Linked DNA regions of Sus scrofa: region 2 is linked to region 1. A link is a contact called in public Hi-C data. All regions are on one chromosome and are shown on one strand. Each heading gives the region's core, a stretch centred on a gene start, on an enhancer-like site or on the middle of the called end of the contact. The rest is flanking DNA. Distances are from core to core; before and after follow the strand shown. Region 1 overlaps PCDH9 (protocadherin-9). Region 2 holds the start of PCDH9 (protocadherin-9).

Region 1 (4,871 bases), core at 888-3,387:
GTGTTCTGTCAATTTTCTACTATACAGCAAGGTGACCCAGTTACATGTATCTTTTTCAATGAAATTTTTGTCTGGGTATATGCCCAGGAGTGGGATTTCTGGGTCATATGGTATTTCTATATTTAGTTTTCTGAGGTATTTCTGTACTGTTTTCCATAGTGGTTGTACCAATTTACATCCCTACCAACAGTGTAGGAGGGTTCCCTTTGCTCCACATCCTCTCCAGCATTTGTTATTTATTGATGTGATAATCATGGCCGCTCTAACGGGTGTGAGGTTGTACCTCATTATAGTTTTGATTTGCATTTCTCTAATAAGTACTGATGTTGAGGATCACAGCACTATTAACAATAGCCAAGAAGTGTTGTGTACATGTGTACTCTTTAGAGATTAGCTATAGGGATGATATATTTAAACATTTTTTGTGGTTGGTTTGTTTTCAGGACCACATGTGTGGCAATGGAAGTTCCCAGGCTAGGGGTTGAATAAGAGCTTCAGCTGCCAGCTTATGCCACAGCAATGCAGGATCCAAGCTATGTCTGCAACCTATACTGTAGTTCATGGTAACACCAGATCCTTAACTCACTGAGTGGGACCAGGGAACAAACCTGCATCCTCATGGATACTTGTTGGGTTCATTGCTGCTAAGCCAAATAGGAACGCTGATGTATTATTTTTTAAGTGTGGTTAAAGGAACTTAATCAGAATTAGAAATATTTCCTTGAAAGATGTTTAAAGAAATTTCTACAAATAAAACCATATTTAAACAATTCTATAGCATTTGCTTCGACTTCCATAATATCAATTTATAATTTTTCAGAAAATAATTATTTTAAATGTCAATCGTTGGAGTTCCTATTTTGATTAAGGGGTAAAGAACCATTCAGGTTTATAGGATCCATGAGGACGTGGGTTCAATCCTTGGCCTCACTCAGTGGGTTAAGGATCCCGCATTGCCATGAGCTGTGGTGTAGGTTGCAGATGTGGCATGGATCCTGTGTTGCTTTGGTTCTGGTGTAGGCTGGGAGCTCCAGCTCCAACTGGACTTCCTGCCTGGAAACTTTCATATGCCATGGGCATAGCCCTAAAAAGTAAAAATAAATAAATAAATAAATAAATAAATAAATGTCAATCATTAACTGATAAATTTGTTTATTTGACTTATGATAATTGGATTAGTACTAGATTCATTCTATCTTGTGGTTTGAGGAAAAGCAAGGATCTTTCATTGCAATGATGAAAAAGCTAGGTAAAGAAATTAAAAAAAAAAAAAGTTTTTTCCTTTGTGGCTCATCAGGTTAAGAACTTCTTGTTAGTCTCCATGAGGATGTGGGCTGATACCTGGCCTTGTTCAGTGGGTTAAGAATCCAGTGTTGCAGTGGCAGTTGTGTAGGCCTCAGGTACAGCTCCTATTCGACTCATAGCCAGAAACTTACATATACTTCAGGTGTGGCCATAAAAAAACAAAAAAATTAAAAAATGGAAGTTAGAGTAGCAGCTCAGTGCTAGAAGATTGTTTGGCATTCCTTAGCTCAATAGAAAGCCCAGCTACCCTCTACCAGATTTCTCCTTTCTCTTGGACTATATCTCATATGCTATAAGTGATGAAGAGGGATACTTAAAACTTAGAATATAAATATAATGTATAGAAATTTTAGGGTAGTCAAAATACTAAATATTTTAAATATCATAATTTCATGATCAAGTAGCACCACTTTAAATACTGAGTCAGATATTAGCTTATGCATATTCACATCCTAAAACGCATTAACAATAATACAATTAAACTAGGTAAACTCTTTACCAATCTGATTTTTACACTTAACCTTAATTACAAATATTTTCTATATCATTAAACATTAATGTAATTTGAAATATTGTGAATGATTCAATAGTATGCTATTACACAAGTTATTAATTAGTTGCTTAGTAGACATTTCACTCTACTGCAACTTTTTGATATTTTATGCAAAAATACAGTGTATCTTACTACTAAATTTTTGCACGTGGGAATCCTTCTATGTTAATGGGACTGGGATTGTAGGCTTGGATGTGAGTCATTTATTGAGTCATTTATTGAAAAATAATATCCTATACCAGTAAGAAACACACAAGAGGAGCATTAAAGCAATGATGGGGATTCTTAGGTGACTCATTTTTTTCAGTGACTCATGAAGAACAGTGCCCAGTGAAGGAACATTTGTATTTTCCAAGGGCATATTGAATTTTAACTCTCTTCATACTAACCAACAAGAAAAAATTATTGTAAAAGTTCTTGGTGATATTTATCAAATCTAACCAGTGTGTCACCTTCCGACCTGTAGGAATCTGAACATACCTATATTTGTATATGTGTCCTTATATGCTGGTATAGAGTACGGCCCCTGGTGGAAGCTTCGCCTGGTCAGAAACCATACTGGCAGTTCAAGACAAAACAACACGGAGATGCCTGGTAGTTTTTGTTCCATCTTATTCTTTCTTGGGGCAGCCTGAGACTTGGAGCTAACCTGTCAGTGATAAGTCAGATAAACAAATGTGACATTCAAACCATCAACCAGGCACAGCCAAAAATACTAATAATGTTTCCCACGGGAGTGGGTAAGAAATAGGTGTAGGAAAACAAAATGTAGGTGCCCAGGCATTGGAAAATCTGAAGTAGTCTCATGACAACGTGCGTTGTCCCAATTCAGTCAGGCAGGACTACACTATATTTATAACCCAAATTGGGCACATTTCCTTGGGGATAACCCAAAAGTAAAATTCCCAGAGGCAGTAAAGAAAAAGTTCTCCCTTTTTCTCTTTGAATATAAAAACAGTTATAGACTTCTTAAGAGACTAGTGGGAAAAACTTCAGTTTCTCTGAGGAGAAGCCCTGTGCTCTAAGCAGTTGGTCTTCATCCCTCACTCACACTGAGAGTAACTTCCCCTCAGAGATGCTCTGGGCTGACACATCTACAGGTGCACTGTGAGGCATGCCAAGATTCTGCAAATCTCTCATAAAAAAAAAAACAAAACAGTATTTTTTTCCTGGGGTGAAGGATTCACATCTTTATAACTAGTTAAATACTATGAATAGCCACAGAAATTACGATAGAATATGTAGCATCAATTTCAAGATTTATAGCTACCTTTTATTGAGTATCTACTATGTATTATGTATCATATACCAAGAACACTAATTTTACCTGTTTGAGCTTTACAACACTCCTATGCTGAAGGCACTGTTTTCTCCATTTCACAAGGCCAGGAACTTGTTCAATGACATAAAATTCTTGCCTAAGGCCAGGCTCTATACAGAGCAAGGGCCCACAGCCAGCAGTTGTCTGGCTCCTCACCTGGGGCTCTTTGGCAAAACCTGAATAAGTGCCATTGAGTCCTTTACTTAAACCTCCATGATCTTCGATTTTTCTCCATTTTAATTTATCCAAATATTCTCCCTCTACCTACCTTGATATTTCAGATTTTCTGCTGCTTGCATCAGTAATTATGATGAATAAGTTAAAGACTGATTTGCTTGATCAATTTGCTTTGTACATGTTGCAATTCATAGTCCATATGCATCAACACTCTTATCTCCCATTACACTGATAAATTGGGCACAATTTTTGCTAATTAAGGTTTAAACATCTTTGAGTCAAATTAATTAGGAAATATTTCCATAAGCCACAGTAGTTTACACATTGTATCACTCTAATTTACAGGGTCTTACTGCAAATAAATCACACTAGATTTATATCTCTTATTCTCACATACAATGATAAAGAAAAATCATAGTATAGTATATGAGAGATGGAATCATAAATTGTATTTGAAATAGTTGAAAAATATATATTTTTTTATTCTCAGTGTAATTACAGTATCAGGCTATGTACAGTAGGTGCTCAATAAATACTATTTCTAATGATCATACTGTGAGAACGGCTGGATTTAGATATAATCTGGTGTTACAGATTCGGACATTTCCTTGGAAAAAATATTGTAATTAAACCAACACTAATTATGTTTAAAAAGACTATCACAGATGTTAAGTTTCCTTTTTCCGTCTGTCTATGAAACAAATATTTTAAAATGGCTTCTGAAGCTTTTTCCAGAAATACCTTATAAAATTGTAGAATCAGTCACATTGTTCTATTAACTTTCTCTTGTGTTTTGACTTCCTTTTTGCTTACTTGAGGTATAACTAAGAGATATTCCTCCAGAGGTAACACAAAGATACTCTGTAATATGGACTTTTTAATAGACGAGTCACTTTTTTTCATTTTTAAAGTTATATTGAAGCATAGCTGATTTATAATGTTGTAATAGATCAATCACTTTAAAGGTGATGTTAACACATTATGATGCGCATCCTTTTTTGTGTTTATTATAAAAAAAAGAAAGTAATGAATTAAGTGCATATTCAAACAGAGAAAATACTTATATTATTGGTTTTCCCTAATGGTTTAAAAACACATGAGAAAGGAAAAATTATAACAAATAAAATCAGTAGCATGACCTTCCCTATAAAAGTTGAAATGCATTTCAGATATTAATACTCAAGTTTTCCTTGCATTTTGTGTAGCACTCACCTAGGCACCTTTCCAAATCTATTGAGGAAAAAGCAATGGTACTAATATAGTTTTGCATGAAGGTGAAATGTGCTACAATAGACTCAATTGGTAACATTTATGATTATAGTTTATGTGATATTGACATCAGTTCATTAAAAATGTACTGAACTATCCAATCATTTCACACAGGTCATTGAACAGCAATAAAGTAGTTTCAGCTTTTCTTCATTATGACTCTGAGCTGGATTTGAACCAGTGACTCACAGGAAATGGGCTATTTCTATTGTCAGTCTAGAAAAAATACATATATAGATAGCTGTA
Region 2 (4,871 bases), core at 981-3,480, 620 kb before region 1:
AGTACTAATTAGGGACAACGCAGGTGAGCACATGATAATTTCTTGCTGTAGAAAACATGCACTGACAAAGATGTATTAGGGTTAGTTGAAGAAATCTAATTTGAAATCTAACATATATACTGGAAGATGTATATTGGAAGTCATATAATTGAAAGTCTAACCTTTTATTAAATTCATGAAAGAGAAAAGTGATTAAATGCATCAAAAAATAAATGTTCCCTAGAAACACTAAAATAAATGAAAAATATCATTCCCCTAATTCATAATTATGCAGATATACATTTTTTCAAAAAATAAAAAGCAGGATAAGTGGATTGTGAGCAACTCTCGATAGGCACTTGTAGATATGGTGGTTTGGGCAGAAGCCTCAAGTTATGATTGCAGAGGGTTAGGAAAATGACCCTTTATATTTAATTTTCTGCCAGGAATATTAATAAGCTGTCTAATAATAGTTCTCATTCTGCAGTTTAGCAGTTGGAATATAATAGGGCAAACAATAAGCTTCAACCATGCTAGCTTTAAGGGCTAAAACTATTACAATTAAAGAATCCCAGTAATTTAGATATGCCAAAAAAACTTACACAATGCAATGCACTGAAGTCAGTAGTTCTATTTCTGTATTATACTCAATCTCCTTTGAAAAGAAGCTATATCTACTTCATTTTGAGGCTTTGACCTGCGATGTCTGTTAATTGAAGCCTCATAGACATGTCTTATCATGTGATGATATATTTTTTCTTCCATAACCTCTACCATTGTTCATACTAAGATTTCATTTATGAGCTTAGGGTAATAATGGGTTCTGACTACCAAGAAAATCTACCCCTTCGCAAACAGAAACAATTCTACTTAGGAATAATGTTAAACAATTATTGCTAAGCTATGTGCTGCCACTACAACATGACTTTGAAATGACTACAGTATGATTAGAATAAGAGTGTAATATAACTGTGATGCTTACAAAATGAACTGGAAAGTGACTGTGCTGATATGTTTATTGTAATATATCAGAAGGATGGTTCATTTATTATTTTAAACTAGTTCAGATCACAAAATAGGTGACAATTGGAACAATGCACTCGCTTAAATGGTACATTTTGTGAATGGCAAAATGAACATTCACTGTGGTAAGATAAAAATATCTTCCTTGAATTCACTCACATTATTGTAGAAGTTAATATTTTTGTATTGACTTTTAGATACTTAAGCAGTCCTTTTTAAAACTGTATATATTCTAATCATACAAAATACTATCATAGGAGTTGTTTAGCTATTTCAAAACAGTGTCAACCTATGGCTTGCTAGAAACCTGTTTTATATTTCACACATAAGGGATTAATGTATTTTACACTGGGTTTATAGGCACTGCACTTATAAAAAAAAAAAGAGCTTATAGTCTCAGAGTGGGGAAATTGCAATGTCAAATGTGTTGGTTAAATTAAGGGATTATTTATAGAATATCTAAATTTAGTAGATTTCCGTAGTAATTTTTTTCTTTTTACTTTTAAATATCTAAAAATAAGTGTTCATATTTAAAAAGGAAAGCCATTGTATTCAAAAACAAGAGGTGTTCCTGAAACTCCATCCCAGTGCATAACTATATGAAGAGCCTTTATGGCATCTTCAGGCCAGTATAGAATGGGGAACACGGAGGTTTAAAATAAATGCCCTTTATCCTCCCTGTAAGTTAGAATAAGTTATTCAATCATGCATTAAGACCTTCTTAGACCTTTATAGGTCATGCTAAAAAATAATTTTTTGTTGTTGTTCCAAGTGAACTGTTATTATTAATGCCTCAAATTTTACTCAGGTATCTGGCGTCGTAGGTACAACCCATTGCACAAATCTTCGTGGTTTACTGATTTTAAAAGATCAGTCAAATATAGATAAGTGCTTTCAGGGCCAATATTTATGGTATAAACTAATCCTTTTGAGAGTTATTCTATCCGGCTCTTGAATGAAAATGAGAAACGTATGAGGATACTCGACGGAAGAGGAGTCACAGAAATGAACTGCACAGGAAAGCCAAGTACTACAGGTAAAGTTGGAATCCTCAGACAGTGTTAATGGGAAAGGAAATATGTTCCTCAGCTTGGGGAGCAGCTGGACGGGACTCCTCCCAGCCTCTCCCAAGTAAAGTTTGCAGATAGGTGAGCTGAAGCGGCTTTTGCCGCAGCCACGCGTCCGGGCGAGCTCTGTTTCGTAGGTTTCTGGGCGCTGCGGGAGCAGAAGTGCAAGGTCAGCCTTGATCAGCCGCCGCGGCCTGTCACACTCCCGGGTAGGAGACTTCTCTCCGCACAGCGGACAGGCCTAGGGCTGACTACGGGGATCCCAGAAGCTGTCATTTTCCCTTTCTCCCGGCAGCTTCCGTCACCCAGCAAGTAGGGAGTGCTCAAAGTAATTTTCTCTCCGGTCTTGAAGGAGATTCAAATATCCTCTGTCCCGACCTTTCCTATCCGCCCTCTCTGCCTTTCCGGCCAGAGTCCCCGCCAGCAAAAGCCTCTAGTTGCAGCACCGGGCGTGTAGTCCATTTAACGCGCTCCGGGGATCTGCTGGCCCCTGCTTCCCTCCGAGGGGCGACGGAGTGTTTCGCTCCTCGGACCCCGGGTGGTCTCTCTCCGATCTCTGCATTTTGGTCCCTCGATTTAGCAAAGAGAAGTGCGGGATGTGCGTCGGCAACCGGGCCGCCTCGGCATCCCCCATCCGCCCTCCGCGGTGCCCGAGGCTCCAGGGTCTGCGCCCCGCACGCCCTGCCGGCTTCCCGCGCTGCCTCTGGTCGAGCGACTGCCGGGGCTCGGCTGCTCGCTACACGGAGCCACTCCGAGCAGCCGCCAGCCCTTATGCGCCCGTGACAGCCCTGTCCTCGCGGGTCTGGGGAGCGCCGCCGCTTCCTTCCCCGACCGGCCCATGCTGGGCATGCTCAGTGCGCCTCCTGGAATCCAGCTCTCCCGGGGCTGGGATCGTGACTCCGGGTTTTCGTGACTGCCAAAGGGGCGATGGGGAGGGGAGGCTGGAAGACAGTCAGCGCCTTGTTCCGCGCCCGGCTGTGGCCGCCCGCACCGCAAGATACGGGCCAATCAGGGGGCAGGGGCGGGGCTCAGTTCGTCACGCCCTCCCTCTGGGCTTATTGAGAGTTATATCAAGAAATTCAGTTCAGAGAGAGGAGAGAGGAGAGGGAGAAGGAGAGAGGGGCAGAGGAGAAGGGAGAGAGGGAGAGCATGCCAGACAGGAAGGAGCACCCTAGAGTCTCTGAAGCCCGAGAGAGATAACCAATTAGGAATTTTTCAGGCAACTGTCACCCGGAGATCATCCAGAGAATCACCATCACCCCAACTCTGACGTTTCCTACAAGAAGTTAAGAGACTTGAGCAGTATTGACATCGGAGGGAAATGGTATGCTTGATGCTGTGGAAAATATCCCTGAGCTGAAGAAGTGCAATTGGATGTTGTGTGTGTGTTAAATACCAGAAGAGCTCAGACCCCGTGGGTAATAGAGACGAAATGTGGAGAGAATGACTAACGACAAATCTGTGAATTTGTTTTCTGGAGTTGCTAATTTGCCAGCCCGAAGCAACACATTTTACAAAGAGGAAACGTTTTGCTGCTTCTGATTTCTCCCCAAACTGGTGCTACCAGATGCATGGCTTTCTATGTGTTGGAACAGATCATTCCTAACTGCAGCATACCGGGAAAGGGGAAAGGTTGAGGCAACTAACGTAAGTGTAAAGTTTCGCATGCACAATTGTACATTTTGTGTTTAGATATGTCCTCGGTGTAGACGATAGATGTTTGTAATTGGGTAGACGGTTGGGGCAGAGCTCACCTACTAGGCTGTATCTGCATCCCTACCTGCATCACTCTGCCGGAACTAATCGCGGGCATCAGCTACCGTGCAGCCTAATGCAGATAAGATTAGAGCCTGGGAACTGACCAGTTCTACTCAAGTAGGTAGCTGCTTGGAACCTTGCACCCATGTAAATTGCAGTTGGGGGGCATCTAAACAGAAGGCTTTTTACCTGCATTACTGAGTTGCAGTATTTACGTGTGGCAGATGTTACTAATACTATAACCAGAGATCGGGGGTTAAGAAACTGCAATTTTTTCCCTCTTTTATGCTCAGTAGAAAATATTGTGCTATTACATGGAAATGTTAGCTGCGTTTCACTTGTATCTTGGCACTCTCTTCCACCTCTAGGATAAATAATCCTATATTATTATATATATTCTAAAAGTTTTAATGCGTTTATTAATTCTAATGGGGCTAATTTGGCAACATGGAGAAATGAAAGCAAGGTTTGGGTAAGAAATTGGAGGTCTTGGTATTGTGATTTGAGGTTATGTAGTGGCCGGCGACTATTGCTTCTGATGCTGCAGCAGCATGTCCGGATGCTTGTTTCTCAGTAAAATTGTATTAGAAGGCAGTTGAAGAACTGGGAGGAAAGAAAAAGAGTCTTTTCAGAAGAAAAAGATGACTCAGTGTGGCAGAGACAAAAACACATCACATTTAACATGTGACAAAGCAATTAGCAGGAACCGTAGCTAAATACTTAGTGTTTTTCACTTGCTCCTAAAAAAACTAAGGGAGGTAGGTTAGAAGCCAGGAGGCGGGTAAGACGGGGGAGGGGAAATAAAAGCAAGAATGAATGTTTTGAATTAAACAGTGTCCTGAAACTAGTGTGGATTGAGGTAAAAATAGCAGCTGTCCTTAATTCAAAAGTGGATAATTTCATTTTCTCTGGGCAAATGCAACAATCAGGGGATATTTAGTGTTTTTATGCACAGAGTTAACTTGCAAACAGTGAAAGAGCAAACTGCCATGTTTACTAATATGCAGTGGAAATTATGTTGTGATATTTCATGACTGTGTGCTT

What was found. Hi-C and Micro-C count contacts between places; a contact is called where the count stands out from the background.
Region 2: a contact with region 1 is called in a Hi-C map of embryonic fibroblasts, with 2.1 times the contacts expected there. The contact joins the promoter of PCDH9 here to the enhancer-like site in region 1. A contact is called at or near these places in 17 of 47 Hi-C or Micro-C datasets (alveolar macrophages, embryonic fibroblasts, fetal heart ventricle and 11 more) and 1 of 2 datasets of contacts at active chromatin or transcription factors (skeletal muscle).

The regions. Positions count from the first base shown.
Region 1 is chr11:38,830,742-38,835,612 of Sscrofa11.1, reverse strand. The region is part of intron 2 of PCDH9 (protocadherin-9); the gene reads left to right. Among named protein-coding and RNA genes, the nearest start is that of PCDH9, 620 kb to the left of the region's middle. Within about 2 kb of position 2,137, at least 2 of the 83 cell types and tissues checked have an H3K27ac peak or open chromatin away from gene starts, as enhancers often do. A contact at or near this core is called in embryonic fibroblasts, where this site is marked.
Region 2 is chr11:39,452,525-39,457,395 of Sscrofa11.1, reverse strand. It overlaps PCDH9 (protocadherin-9), which reads left to right and starts at 2,230. Exons shown (of 4, transcript XM_021065365.1): 1 at 2,230-3,716.